2 separate regions of the Sus scrofa genome follow, and region 2 is linked to region 1. The links are chromatin contacts, called in public HiChIP or PLAC-seq maps. All regions are on one chromosome and are shown on one strand. Each heading gives the region's core, a stretch centred on a gene start, on an enhancer-like site or on the middle of the called end of the contact. The rest is flanking DNA. Distances are from core to core; before and after follow the strand shown.

Region 1 (3,107 bases), core at 389-2,888:
TTTTAAACCATGAAGTTTTAAAATGGTCATACTCTTAGATCCGGCCTTGGCCCTTCAGGAATTTATTTTTTTTAATCATCTTTGCAAACAGAAATTTGTTTGAAGGATGCACAACCATAACATTGTTTCTAAAAACAAACCCCAAAGAAAACACCTGACACCTTAAGAATCCAGCAACAGGAGAAGAGTTAATAAATTATGACACATGCATACAGTAAAATGTATTAAAAACTATGCTGGAGTTCCCGTCGTGGCGCAGTGGTTAACGAATCCGACTAGGAACAATGAGGTTGTGGGTTCGATCCCTGCCCTTGCTCAGTGGGTTAACGATCCGGCGTTGCCAGTGAGCTGTGGTGTAGGTTGCAGACGCGGCTCGGATCCAGCGTTGCTGTGGCTCTGGCATAGGCCGGTGGCTACAGCTCCGATTCAACCCCTAGCCTGGGAACCTCCATATGCCACGGGAGCGGCCCAAGAAATAGCAACAACGACAAAAAGACAAAAAAAAAAAAAAAAAAAAAAAAAAAAAACTATGCTGATGTAATAATGACTACTTTTAGGGCTTTGGGAGGGTAACTGAGAGGGGTGTTTCAAAGAAGCTAGAAATGTTCCAGATCTTGATTTGACAATGGTTGCATAAGCGTGTACATATTAAAGATCTGTGCACTCTGCTGTATGTATTTTAAAATATTTTTAAAATTATGCTCCACAAGAATTATTAATCATTAATGATTTAAGATAATCCTCATAATATAAAATAAATGGATTAAAAACAAACCTGGCAAGGCAGAAAAACCAGACACAGTATGACCCCAATTCCTTTTAGAAAAGAACATATATACACAAGGAAAAAAATATGTATAGAAATTCTACAAAACGTTGACAGCAGTGAAACTACAAATTCTTTAAAATAAAGACTAAAAGGCAAAAGTTATTTTTAAAAATCATCACATCATAAATATTCAGATAACGCTCCTCCTCCCCCAAGAAAAGAAAATAGGGAAGGAAAAAGTTTTTTAAAAGAAAAAGAAAAGCTAGTGGAAACACCGAAGATCTCAATGTGCATTTACCAACTGGCGAGAAGAAACACAGGTATAACACCACTCTTTAATCTGGGAGCCCGGGAAACCGTTTTTAATCAGTTTAATTCGCTGCTTGACCCGGAGCAAGACACGCCCCCTCTGAAGCTCAGTTTCCCCATCCGTAAAATGAGGGGCTGCGCGGGATCGCGTCCAATGTGCCTTCCAAACCCTGCGACCAAGGCTGGACGTTCAAAGAGCTCACTGATAGGGAGAAGAGTCCACATCTCGTCGGTCTCTCAGCGGACCCCGCGCCTAAACCGGGACAGCTGGGCGCGCGGGACGCGGACAGCGCCCCCAACGCCCCTCCCCCAGCAGGGCTGCCCGCACTGGCTCCAGGCCCGTTATTCCCTCGCCTCGGGCTACTTCCTCGGCCGCGTGGCTCCAGCCCTGTCTCTCCGGGCTCACCTCTCCAGAGACCAGATCCTGCTCCTGCAGTCCCTCCGCGCGCAAAAGCGCCCCCGGGCACTGCCCGGCCCCTCCGGAGTTGCGGCGGCTCAAGCCCGAGGGGCACCGAGAACAATGGACGGGAGAGGCCTGCCCCCCACCGCGCTCATTGGCCACCGAGAACGGCCCCTGGAAACTCTCCTTTTCTACTGGCGGATCCGGGCCCAGCCGGGTGGCGGGAGGGAGACTGGGCCGAAGGCATTGTGGGAGATGTAGTCCACCTGGCAGACGCCCGACCCCGCCAAGGAACGGAGTTTGGGCTTGATAGCCTGCGCTGTGCGGGAGGGCCAGTGGCGGGACAAGCGGTTGACTGCAAGTCAGGCAACCTAGTGTGGACCAGAGCTGTGACCCGGGACAGGTCATTTCACTTCTTTAAGTCTTCCAGTTGTCTGCAAAAAAGGAAAGTTGGATGGAAGAGAACTGTGAACTGTGAACTGTGTGGCAAGTAGTATTGTAAGGCCCCTCGACGGCCGAAAGCAGTGCTTGAGCTGGAAAGGAATCTTCACCAGAGAAACCCCTTCTTGTGAGGCCGGCGCCCCTCCCCCAACTTGCAGATCTACTCTCGCACCTGGCTGTTGCACACCCCTTTGTTCCTGCGTCTGGAGGAAAGCCCTGTCTCGCCTCTTCTGCCGCGCACCTCCGATTCTTTCTTCATCTCCTTTTGTGTGGAACCTGCTTAGGCAGAGACACCGCCCGTGGCACACCTGCTCCATGTCTCCATTTTAGTACCTATCCCAGTGTTACTTATTGTTAATCTCAGCACTGGGAGGTGAGAATGGGAGATTAGCCTCTATTGTGATGTTCCCACGGTTGGCGCTCTTGAAGAATGGCTGCTCCATCACCATATGACAACAGGTGAGTAACTAACTGCCTGGAAACCCAAGGGGAAAATATAAGAATGAAGAGAAAGACAGTAATGGTTTGTGATAGAACAATCTGGTGTTTTTGTACAGAACAATTTTTGGGGGCACCCACAATCAAGTGACTGCATTTAATTTTCATTTAAATTTCACGTTCATGAAAATTTAATGTTCATTTCATGAGTGTTTGAGAAATGTTTCATGATTATTAGTGGGTTTTTTTTTTTTTTTTTTTTGTCTTTTTTCTATTTCTTTGGGCCGCTCCCTCGGCATATGGAGGTTCCCAGGCTAGGGGTTGAATCGGAGCTGTAGCCACCGGCCTACGCCAGAGCCACAGCAACGCAGGATCCGAGCCGCGTCTGCAACCTACACCACAGCTCACGGCAACGCCAGATCGTTAACCCACTGAGCAAGGGCAGGGACCGAACCCACAACCTCATTGTTCCTAGTCGGATTCGTTAACCACTGCGCCAGGACGGGAACTCCTATCTTCCAATTTTTTTAATGGAATATACTCATAAACGCTCTTAGTATATTAAGAAAATGGTTTTTTGTCACAAAAGTTGCTATTATTTTTCTCAGTTTACTGTTCCCTTTTTGCTGTTTTTTTACATGTCTATGCTCTCCAAATTGTCAGTCTTGTCTTTTCATAGCTTCTGAATTTTTTGTCACTCTTAGAAAGTTTTTTGCACTACTCCGAAGATTATTTGAATTTCACGAATTT
Region 2 (3,107 bases), core at 361-2,860, 170 kb after region 1:
TCTTGCACACATTGCCCTCCCTAAATTGGAGGCTCTCCCTCCCATCCCCCTGCTCCTTTCTTCCTCCATCATTTATTGAGGACTTTCATGTGTCCTCCCGCCCCTAGAGCTTCTCCCACCAGCCAAGCCACAGTTGGTTTCTCCTTCGCCTCCCTAGCCTCTAGAGACAGCCTTTGCCTCCCTAGCCTCTAGAGACAGCCTCCGTTCACCATCAGTGTGGGCTTGTTTTCCTCTCAGCTTCCAAACTACAAGCTCCTTAAGGACAGGTAGTATTTCTTTGTTTCCTTCTCAATGCCTAGTAGATCCTCAAAACACGGATGTAAAATGATTGTGTGATGCACATGGCTAACTCAAGTCCTCACCCAGAAAGGATCCTATTATTCTTTCGATTTCACCAGATTTGTGAGGCCCTGTACAGTCTGCCTCAGGTAGCATGTTTCTCCACGCACAAATTCATTAACTCTGGACTGACTGCCAGGTGCAAGGTGTGATGTAAGGCCCAGGTGATACACCAGGGTCCTTGTCCTCATGGAGCTGCTAGGATTTTTCCAAAAGATGAATCAGTTGACCTTTGGGGATCCCTTCAAGCCCTTTGACTCTTGCTTTCTCATCACTTCTCTTCCAGAGTTTAGGGGTGAGACCACTCAGATTGCCTCAGTTTGTTCTGGGTGGCAGGGAAAGCAGGGCCTTTGCAGTCAGATCCAGATTCACTACATCCATTTGTGAACTGTTGGGCAGGTCTTTTAATATCTCAGAGCCTCAGTTGCCTCGTCTTTAAATTTGGCATAAACACACCCTGTAGGATTTTTGACAGGACTTAAAAAGACACTATATAAGGTGCTTCCACATTGTGGAGCACATAGCAGGCACCTAAAAAAAGTTTCTCCTCTCCTTCCCCTTGCGTTCAGAATATAAACGCTTTCTCATTTGAAATAGAAATTAATACTCCAGTAGACAGTGCTGAGACAGCATTACTGGCCTCGTCTTGTTTTCGGTGGTTAGTGTATTTCCTCACGGATCGAAATGTCTCACCTTGTCCAGGTGACATATCACTTAGCCTGGGCAGTGGGCAGGCAGTCCACAGCTGGGGCCTTGTCTCTCACCCCGGTGCACATCTGGCACACCGGGCCTGCCTCATTCCTCCTGCATCCCTCTCTACATCATGTCTTTCCTTTTCTTGCGGCACAGACCTGATTAACCATCAGAATGTTTTTTTGGAACAGGACCTGCTGCAGCTACAGTATGAAGGAGTTGCCGTCATGAAATTATTTGATAGAGCTAAAGTAAATGTCAACCTTCTGATCTTCCTTCTCAACAAAAAGTTCTACGGGAAGTAATCGCTCACCTGCTGCCAGCCCAGAAGGATGAAGAAAGAAGTGCCTCGTGGCTACCTTTCTAGGGTCCTTCTTTACTCCTAGGAAGCAAAGACCCAGCCCACACCAGTGCCTTGACTGGATACACCCCCAGTCCACGTGTTTAACTCTGCCCGCTGCATGGGACATTCGTTGCCCTTTTTTCATAGTGAAATTATATTTCAGGCTTAGTCTGACCCTTATTCCTTCCTTTTCTTCTGTCACTTAGGAAAGAGGGGGAATCCCCCTGACTCTCTCGTGTTGTTACAGTCATAGAGGTTGCTTTACTATATTGTAAGCTTTGGTGTTTGTTTTAATTAGCAGTAGGGATGGTGGGATTGGAATTCTTGTCATTTAGAAGTGGAAGCTATTAGCACCAGTGACCCACATACGTAGCAGACACACAATTAAAATGTCAGATTATCCTTAGTTCTAAGGTTGTCATTTAAAAGTGAAGTTCCTTTGTGTTTCTGTCCCATCGGTAAAATTGAAGGATATGGGGGGTCATTGGTTCTCTTCCATCCCGTTTTCCTTTCTGGGCAGGAGCCTAACACAAATCACGGTTCTGTGTTCAAAGAAAGCGTTTCTAGAACAGGGGAATGAATTGTTTTCCCACTCACCATTAAATTCTGGCAGCTCTGTTAGTGTAACTCTCTCATCAGTGGGTGGGAGAGTGCCCTTGAGAGAATTGAGCTATTTAGGCAGATTCGGAAAGGTCTGAGGCACCTCTTGTTCGTGGAGGCTGCGTGTTTGGGACGGTGCAGAGATTGACGAGGTTCAGGAAGACAGTCCACTCCATCCCCATGGCAAAGGAATGGGTTAGCCCTAGCATAGAATGTAATTGTTTTCAAAACTGTTTTATATCTTAAGAGTGCCTTATTAAAGTGTAGATTTATTTCTTAAAATGTGGGTGATAGGAAATTTAAAGATTTATATAATGCTGCAAAAGCCTTTAGAATACTGTAAGAAAAGGGTTTTTAAAAATTGGCTTATCTGTATATCTGAACTCTTAAAACTTTCTTATAGCCAAAACACTAGGATTTATCTGCAGGATTGCAGAGAGAGCTAATCCTGCCTTAAATAGACCGAAACAAAAACAAAACCAGCCAATGATACACTTGCTGTTAAAATCTATTTTCCCCCATTTCTTTTACTTTTCTCTTGCTGCCCACACTGTGCCTTTAGGAGCTCCAGGTTTTTGTTTTGTTTTGTTTTGTTTTGTTTTAAATTTAGTTGCAAACAATCCAGTTCTAAACATTGGACTTGGGAAGCTGTCATTCTTAGATTAAAAGTCATGTACTTTTTTTTTTTTTTTTTTTTTTAAAAACAAACCTCTTTTTATCCAGGAAAATACATTGGAATCATGCTACTGGGCCTCCATTTTCTCTGATGTTTTGGTTCAGTATTCTCTTATCTTTAAACTAACACTTAAAAAATCTACTGATGTATATTTAAAGCTAATAAACTGTTTCATTAATAACAAATCATGTGATGTGTCCCTATTACCAATGTCAATATTGGCGATGTGTTTTTCACGGGAGACTGTTTACTCCGTCAGGTCCGCGGGTGCAGATAGATGTCAGAGCTGCAGGCATCTGCACACTCCAGCAGCCCACAGGCAAGTGGAGAGGTGAGGTGTGGAGGGCCGCAGCAGGGGTCTCCGCTCCCCTGACCTTGTTTTTTGTTGTATTCTGGAAGACCATTTTTTAGTAAATATTTTCCTCAGATTCAAAGAAGAGACCATTCCAAGTAGCA

Evidence for each region. HiChIP or PLAC-seq counts read pairs in DNA pulled down with a chosen protein or histone mark.
Region 2: a contact with region 1 is called in an H3K27ac HiChIP or PLAC-seq map of alveolar macrophages. The contact joins the enhancer-like site here to the promoter of ZSCAN2 in region 1. A contact is called at or near these places in 2 of 5 promoter capture datasets (fetal liver and liver), 11 of 47 Hi-C or Micro-C datasets (alveolar macrophages, blood, embryonic fibroblasts and 6 more) and 2 of 2 datasets of contacts at active chromatin or transcription factors (alveolar macrophages and skeletal muscle).

The regions. Positions count from the first base shown.
Region 1 is chr7:52,956,369-52,959,475 of Sscrofa11.1, forward strand. ZSCAN2 (zinc finger and SCAN domain-containing protein 2) reads right to left here and starts at 1,639. Exons shown (of 9, transcript XR_002345788.1): 1 at 1,485-1,639.
Region 2 is chr7:53,127,126-53,130,232 of Sscrofa11.1, forward strand. IQGAP1 (ras GTPase-activating-like protein IQGAP1) reads left to right here. Exons shown (of 38, transcript XM_021098910.1): 38 at 1,224-2,839. The coding sequence ends at 1,337. Among named protein-coding and RNA genes, the nearest start is that of CRTC3, 18 kb to the right of the region's middle. Within about 2 kb of position 1,611, at least 1 of the 83 cell types and tissues checked has an H3K27ac peak or open chromatin away from gene starts, as enhancers often do. A contact at or near this core is called in alveolar macrophages, where this site is marked.